Linked DNA regions of Ovis aries: region 1 is linked to region 2. A link is a contact called in public Hi-C data. All regions are on one chromosome and are shown on one strand. The core of a region is the stretch at or near the end of the contact, and the rest is flanking DNA. Distances in the headings are between cores, read along the strand shown.

Region 1 (3,342 bases), core at 311-2,810, 69 kb after region 2:
CAACAAAAAAAGGAAATCCAGCAATTAATTGTTTTATTATATTTATTTTTAATTGGAGGATAATTGCTTTACAGTGTTGTATTAGTTTCTGCCATACAACAATGTGAATCTGTCACAATTATACATATATCCCCTCCCTTTTGAGCCTCCCTCCGACCACCCCCTGAAACCCTGCAATTTAAAGTGAACAACTTATCTTCTTATCAGTCAAAGAAATTTTAAACTGGATTTTTAAAAGAACTTAAAGACATCAATATTTACCTCTTTTGGAAAATATCGATTCCAGGGCTTAATTAGAGTGTTGTCAAAGATTCGTCCCAGAAAAAAAAAAAAAGATTCTTCCAAATACTTAATAACTGGCAATAAAAATTAAGTAAACAATTCTGTCTATAAGTAATTATTATATCTAACTTTGCCTGCCAGAATCTTATGCATTTTGACTTATTTTCAGATGTAAATACATGGTAAAGTCTTCTTTCTGACATAAAGCTTAGAACATAGAAAGAAAGCTGAAAGAAACGCTATGTGGGGGAGTCTACAAATGTTTGGGGGCAGAAGCCTGTTCTCACCCCTGTGGCGGGTGGCAGGAATGGGGACGGAGAAGGGTTGATTTCTCTGTAAGAATTCTTCCAAACTTTGTTCTCTATCTCATTGTCAAAATTCCTAAAAGATACCACATTTTAAAGGTTGTTGATCTTTTGCAAGGCTTCCTGAAATTCAAAAGGCAAATGCAGGTATGGGTGGAGGGAGGAATCCATTGTAATTAATCATAGAAAAGAAAAGGAGGGGAGCATTAAGTTTGCAAAGACAGAAACATTAGAAATAGCCAGTGTGAATGATGGAACACTCACTACAGGGATGGCAGCGGGGTGCTGTGAGTAGAGCTGTCTTTATAGACTTTTCTTTAGTGGGGCGGGGGTCGGAAATCTGTGAACTCTTCCAGGCTCATAAATTTTATTACCTCAGAAATACCTTCCTCCTAAGTTGGTGTGAGGATTATGACATAAGATACATAGAGCACAAAGAAAGTGCTAAATAAATGTCATCTGTTGTTATTTTTATTCCCAGAGAGACAAGGACACTGAGAACAGGGTGATGAACACTTTTGGTTTGCTCAGATGGTCCAAGTTTTAGCACTGAATGGCCTGTGTCCCCAGGGGGCCCTAGTGTGTGAAGAACCCGTCTGCCAATGCAGGAGACTTAAGAGAGGCAGGGTCCATCCCTGGGTCGGGAAGATCCCCTTTTGACAGCCCTCTCTAGTATTTTCGCCTGAAGAATCCCATAGATAGGGGAGCCTGGCGGGCTCCAGGGTCCACAGGGTCCCGCAGAGTTGGACACTACTGAAATGCTTTAGTACCCACGTCCTGCCTGTGTTCTGTGAATCCGTTCACTCCCAGGACATAAATAGTTACAGGTTTTCAGCTTTTGGTTGGTGTCGAGGAGGGTGGAGGAAAGTCAGTGAATTCCTATTTCCCACAGTCAAACGGTAATCTCTTGTCAGATGCCCAGCAGTTCCTGTTTCTACCCTATCTTGCCATCACATTGCCTGCAAAAGAGAACTTCTTGTTCTAGGGGACAAGTCAGCACAATGCGCTGAATGCCCGAGGCTCCATCCGGACGTGCTGTTCTCTGCACCACTCAGCAGCTGCCGGCAGAGGGCACACTCCTCCCCTGCTCACTGTATTCCGAACTCCACCCCCTGAACCACTTTCGCCTCCCACGAAGTCTTAATACACTGCTCTTCGGAGAAGGCGATGGCACCCCACTCCAGTACTCTTCCCTGGAAAATCCCATGGACAGAGGATCCTGGTAGGCTGCGGTCCATGGGGTCGCTAAGAGTCGGACACGACTGAGCGACTTCCCTTTCACTTTTCACTTTCATGCATTGGAGAAGGAAATGGCAACCCAACTCGAGCGTTCTTGCCTGGAGAATCCCAGGGACGGGGGAGCCTGGTGGGCTGCCGTCTGTGGGGTCGCACAGAGTCGGACACGACTGAAGTGACTTAGCAGCAGCAGCAGCAGCAGCTTCCAAGCTAAGCTGTGTTCATCGTTTTTCCTCTCCCTCTCTCCCTCTCTCCCTTCCCTTTCGTTTCCATGAATGCACTTGCAAGGAACATGAGCTCACAGTCACAAATCACCATATTTAGTGGTAAAATAGCAGAGTGAAAATTAAAAAAAAAAAAATTAAGTGGGAGAAAATGCCCATGAGCTTTCCCTTGTTGTTACTCAGTTTATTTGTTCATTTATTTTTGGCTGAGCTGGCCCTCTGTTGCTGCTGGCTTTTTCTAGTTGCAGAGAGCGAGGGCTTCTCTTTTCTTGCAGTGGCTTCTCTTGCTGTGAAGCCACGGCTGCATGGGCTTCAGTGGCTGTGGCTTGTGGGTTCACTGGTTACGCCCTGTGGGCTCCAGAGTGCAGAACCAGTATTTGTGGCTTAGCTGCCCCGTGGCATGTGGGATCTTCCCAGCCCAGGCATCGAACCAGTGTCTTTTGTATTGCAAGGTGGACTCTCAACCGCTGGACCAACAGGAAAGTCCCTGTTACTCAGTCTTATTAAAAATATATATGTAGACAAGCTTTCAATGCTTTACATATTAGAAACTATTACAAGCATATGTATCTTAAAGACAGAAAAATTTTAAGGTCATTTCAGCATATTCTATGAGAATATTGAATCATTAGGTTGTACATGTGAAACTAATATTGTAAATTACTCATGTGTGCGTGCTAAGTCGCTGCAGTCATGTCCTACTTTTTGTGATCCCATGGGCTGTAGCCCACCCAGCAGGCTCCTCTGTCCATGGGATTCTCCAGGCGAGAATACTGCAGTGGGTTGCCATTTCCTTCTCGACAAAGGAAATGGGATTTCCTCATTCACACGGAGTCATTGCTGACGGTGCTGATTGCTTTTCCTTTATTCTTATTTGAAAACACAACAGTGAGGTGTCGGGAAACCTTTGTATGCCAATAGGCTCTCAAACGTCACAGTAATTCCAAATTGAGAAAAGAACTCACAAGACAAAGTGGAACGAAAATGGTTACATCACATTTTAATATAATAAGTGATTTAAGCCTACATTGACGATTGGAGACAAATCTTCTTAGGCTTGGGCCAGATTAAGCCTCCTGTAAGAAAGAAAAACAGAAAACCTTTTTAAGTTGCCAGATGTTTTTTTTCCTTCCTGGTTGCATAGCTTCATTGTCAAAGTTATACTTTCTTGTTGCTAACCCTCTTAGATGCCCCAGTATAGCCATGGGCTTTTAGGAAATCATTTAGACTAATAGTGACTATGTCCTTTAATGATTTTATGTAATCTAGCACCTGGTACCTCAGCTGGTAAACAA
Region 2 (3,001 bases), core at 434-2,933:
CTTCTTTGTGCATTTAGGAACAAGTAGGCATACCAACTGATAGGCTGCAGTCCATGGGGTCGCTAAGAGTCCAGCATGACTGAGCGACTTCACTTTCGCTTTTCACTTTCATGCATTGGAGAAGGAAATGGCAACCCACTCCAGCGTTCTTACCTGGAGAATCCCAGAGACAATGGGGCCCCGTCTATGGGGTCGCACAGAGTCAGACACGTCTGAAGCGACTTAGCAGTAGCAGCAGCAAGCATACCAACAGTTACAGGTTAAACAGAACAGTTAACAGAACTACAGTTACACACACAGGAATCACAGATTCAGAAGTCAAACTGCCTAGTTCAGGATCCCACTCCACCACTTACCATGTGATGTAGGCAACTTCCTCAACCTCTATGCTTCAGTACCTTCAGATGTAAAAGATAATAGCTCCATCTGCTCCCACAGGAAAACTGGAAATGGGTGTCTACCACAATCAATGAGGTCCTCACTTTCCATTTCCAGGCATACATTTTTAAAATCCACAAAAACTGTCTTGGAGAGTTCCTTGCCCTGCCTGACGTTATAGGAATAACAAATCGCTTCTCTGAAGGCTAGAGATCTGGACAAGACCCCACAGGCTTCAAGTACCCCAACCCCAGAGTGGCCTTCAAAGGTGGAAGGGTAAATATTCACAATAGGGAAAGCGGTTAGTCAAAAGACATACTCCAGTCGTCGCTGTGTGTCCCACGTAAATGCAAAACATGTTCAAGAATAGTGTGCCCATTCATTACATATAAATTGTTTCTTTACCCATTACAAATTTGCCTTAATTAGGTACCAGACGCACACACACAGAAGGAGGGAGGGAGAGAGACACGGTCACAGACACAGTCTAGCCGGGTGCAACTGGCCGGCAGACGTCCCATAGGGAATATGGTTAAAGATGGAGACATTATTGGAAGACGACAATTGGTCCAGGGCACTAATTACATAAAGGAAGCTGCTCATAAGCTGCTTGCTTAGCGGGGGTAAAAAAACGAAAAAAAAGTGCAACTCTAGCTCGGAAGAGCAAATTCCCAGAGCAGTATTGGAGAAGCCGGCTAAGGGTAGGGTGGAGGGGGGCAGCGGGGTGGTGGGGGGAGGGTCCGGTCCATTCTCCGGCTGGGCGGTGACTCCCCCTGGGCAGCCTCGGTTCTCCGCCTCCGGCTCCAGCTGCTCCCTCTGCTCCAGGAACCGGAGGCTGCCAGAGCGGCGAACAAATATACTGGGATAGCCGGCGACCCCGCGACCACGTCCCCCTCCTCGGCCTGCTCCCCACACCCCCACAAGCCGGCTAGCCGGCGGGGACCACGCGGCCGGCGCGGGGCGGCCCCACCGGCGGCAAGAAGCCGGGCGGCCTGAGGGAGAGCGGAAAGCGCCTCTGCCCACGAAAGGCGAAGGCGGCATCAGTACCCGCCCCACGGTGGCGGGGTTATCACAGCCCAGGCGGGGCGCTCACCAGAAGAACACGCGCGAGCAGAGGTTCGCGTTCCGCAGCGGGTTGGGCTTCACCTCCGGGTACACCGGTTGCATCTTGCCGGCCGGGGCGAGCGCGGTTTGAGATCCGGCCGCTGAGGCGTCGGTGCCGCCTGCTGCTCCGGGAGGTGTTGGCCGGGATGCTGGACTTCAGGCCGCCGCGCCAGTCCGCGCAGCGGGAGCCAGAGAACCACTGGCTTCCGGAAGCCGAGCGCCTGCGGCCCGCCGGGTCCCCGCCTCCCAAGGCCGCGCCGCCTCCCGGGCCCGCCGGGAGGACGCCGGCAAAGCTCCGCGGCCGGATCGCCGGGAGCCCAGAGCCACAGGCCGCGAGCGGGGGCGCCGGCGGCGCCTAAAGTTGGCCTGGGCTGAGGTTGCCCGGAGGCGGGCGAAGGTGCGAGGCGAAGGGAGGAGGGTAAACGCACCGCCCGGCACACGGGGCTCAGCGCCTAGGCGTCCACGTGCTCGCACCTGGCTGCGAACGCGGCCTTAGTTATTGCTCCCAGCCCGGTACCCGCCCCCCGCCCCAGAACGTGGAGAGGGGAGGCGCCGGAATGCCCGCCCCCCGCTGCTCGGAAACGCCCCTTCGACTGCGGTTTTGCAAATATCCTGGAAAAGCTGGCAGAAGGCGTGAACAGTTGGAGCTCCAAGCACCCTGTCGTCTTGGTACCAAACTATGGTCCTCTGGGAAGTCCTCCGACCTGCGGCCAAGCCTTTGATGTGGGACAACAGTACGGTTTAGCACAGATTATGTTTGCAGAGCGTCAAGAGCCAAAGAAAAATAACAAGATTAGAAGAACTCAGAACGATTTTGGAAGATGAGTGAATGTTGCCACTGGGGACAGGCTGTTGGCATCTCGTGTTGCTGCATTGTGTAGGGACGGACCTCTGCGAGCGTTTTGCTGCCCTTTTAGATTGTGAGGGATTCCCAGGTGGCGCTATTGGTAAAGAATCCGCCTGCCGAAGCAGGAGTCCTAAGAGACCGGGCGGGGGATGGGGGTTCGATCCCGGGGTGCGGGAGATCCTCTGGAGGAGGGCATAGCAACCCAGTTGCCCCCAGTTCGCCAGTATTCTTGCCCGGAGAATCCCCGCGGACAGAGGAGCCTGGGGGGCTACAGTCCTTACCGTGGTACACTGTCGGACAGGACTGAAGCACACGCTTAGACTGGAAAAAGGGAATCTGCAGAGAGAGAGACTCACTTATGATTTCTTTCATCATGTACTCAGTTCCTAGTGGATTAACAGTGACATATGTCACAAAATATCAAGTTGGTTCGCATTTCTGAGGACCTGACCTGACTTTTTTTTTGTTTAGTCGCAACGGTGGGGCTGACTCTGTGCTTCCTACATTGTAGCCAGCCCTCCAGGCTCCTCTGTCAATGGGCTTTACCCAGGCAAGATTACTGGAGTGAGTTGCCATTCCCTTCAGGGGATCGTCAGGATCCAGGTCTCCTGCATCGGCAGGCCCATTCTTTACCACTGAGTCACCTGGAAAGCCAACTCTAGCTATAAGGAT

What was found. A called contact is a pair of places that touch in the nucleus more often than the background predicts.
Region 1: a contact with region 2 is called in a Hi-C map of hypothalamus, with 2.4 times the contacts expected there. The contact joins the enhancer-like site here to the promoter of LOC101106534 in region 2. A contact is called at or near these places in 4 of 16 Hi-C or Micro-C datasets (blood, hypothalamus, liver and 1 more).

What each region holds. Positions count from the first base shown.
Region 1 is chr10:70,331,216-70,334,557 of ARS-UI_Ramb_v3.0, forward strand. No RefSeq gene overlaps it. Among named protein-coding and RNA genes, the nearest start is that of TRNAG-CCC, 490 kb to the left of the region's middle. Within about 2 kb of position 1,561, at least 10 of the 54 cell types and tissues checked have an H3K27ac peak or open chromatin away from gene starts, as enhancers often do. A contact at or near this core is called in hypothalamus and liver, where this site is marked.
Region 2 is chr10:70,261,926-70,264,926 of ARS-UI_Ramb_v3.0, forward strand. LOC101106534 (ATP-binding cassette sub-family C member 4) reads right to left here and starts at 1,684. Exons shown (of 30, transcript XM_042254988.2): 1 at 1,472-1,684. The coding sequence starts at 1,545.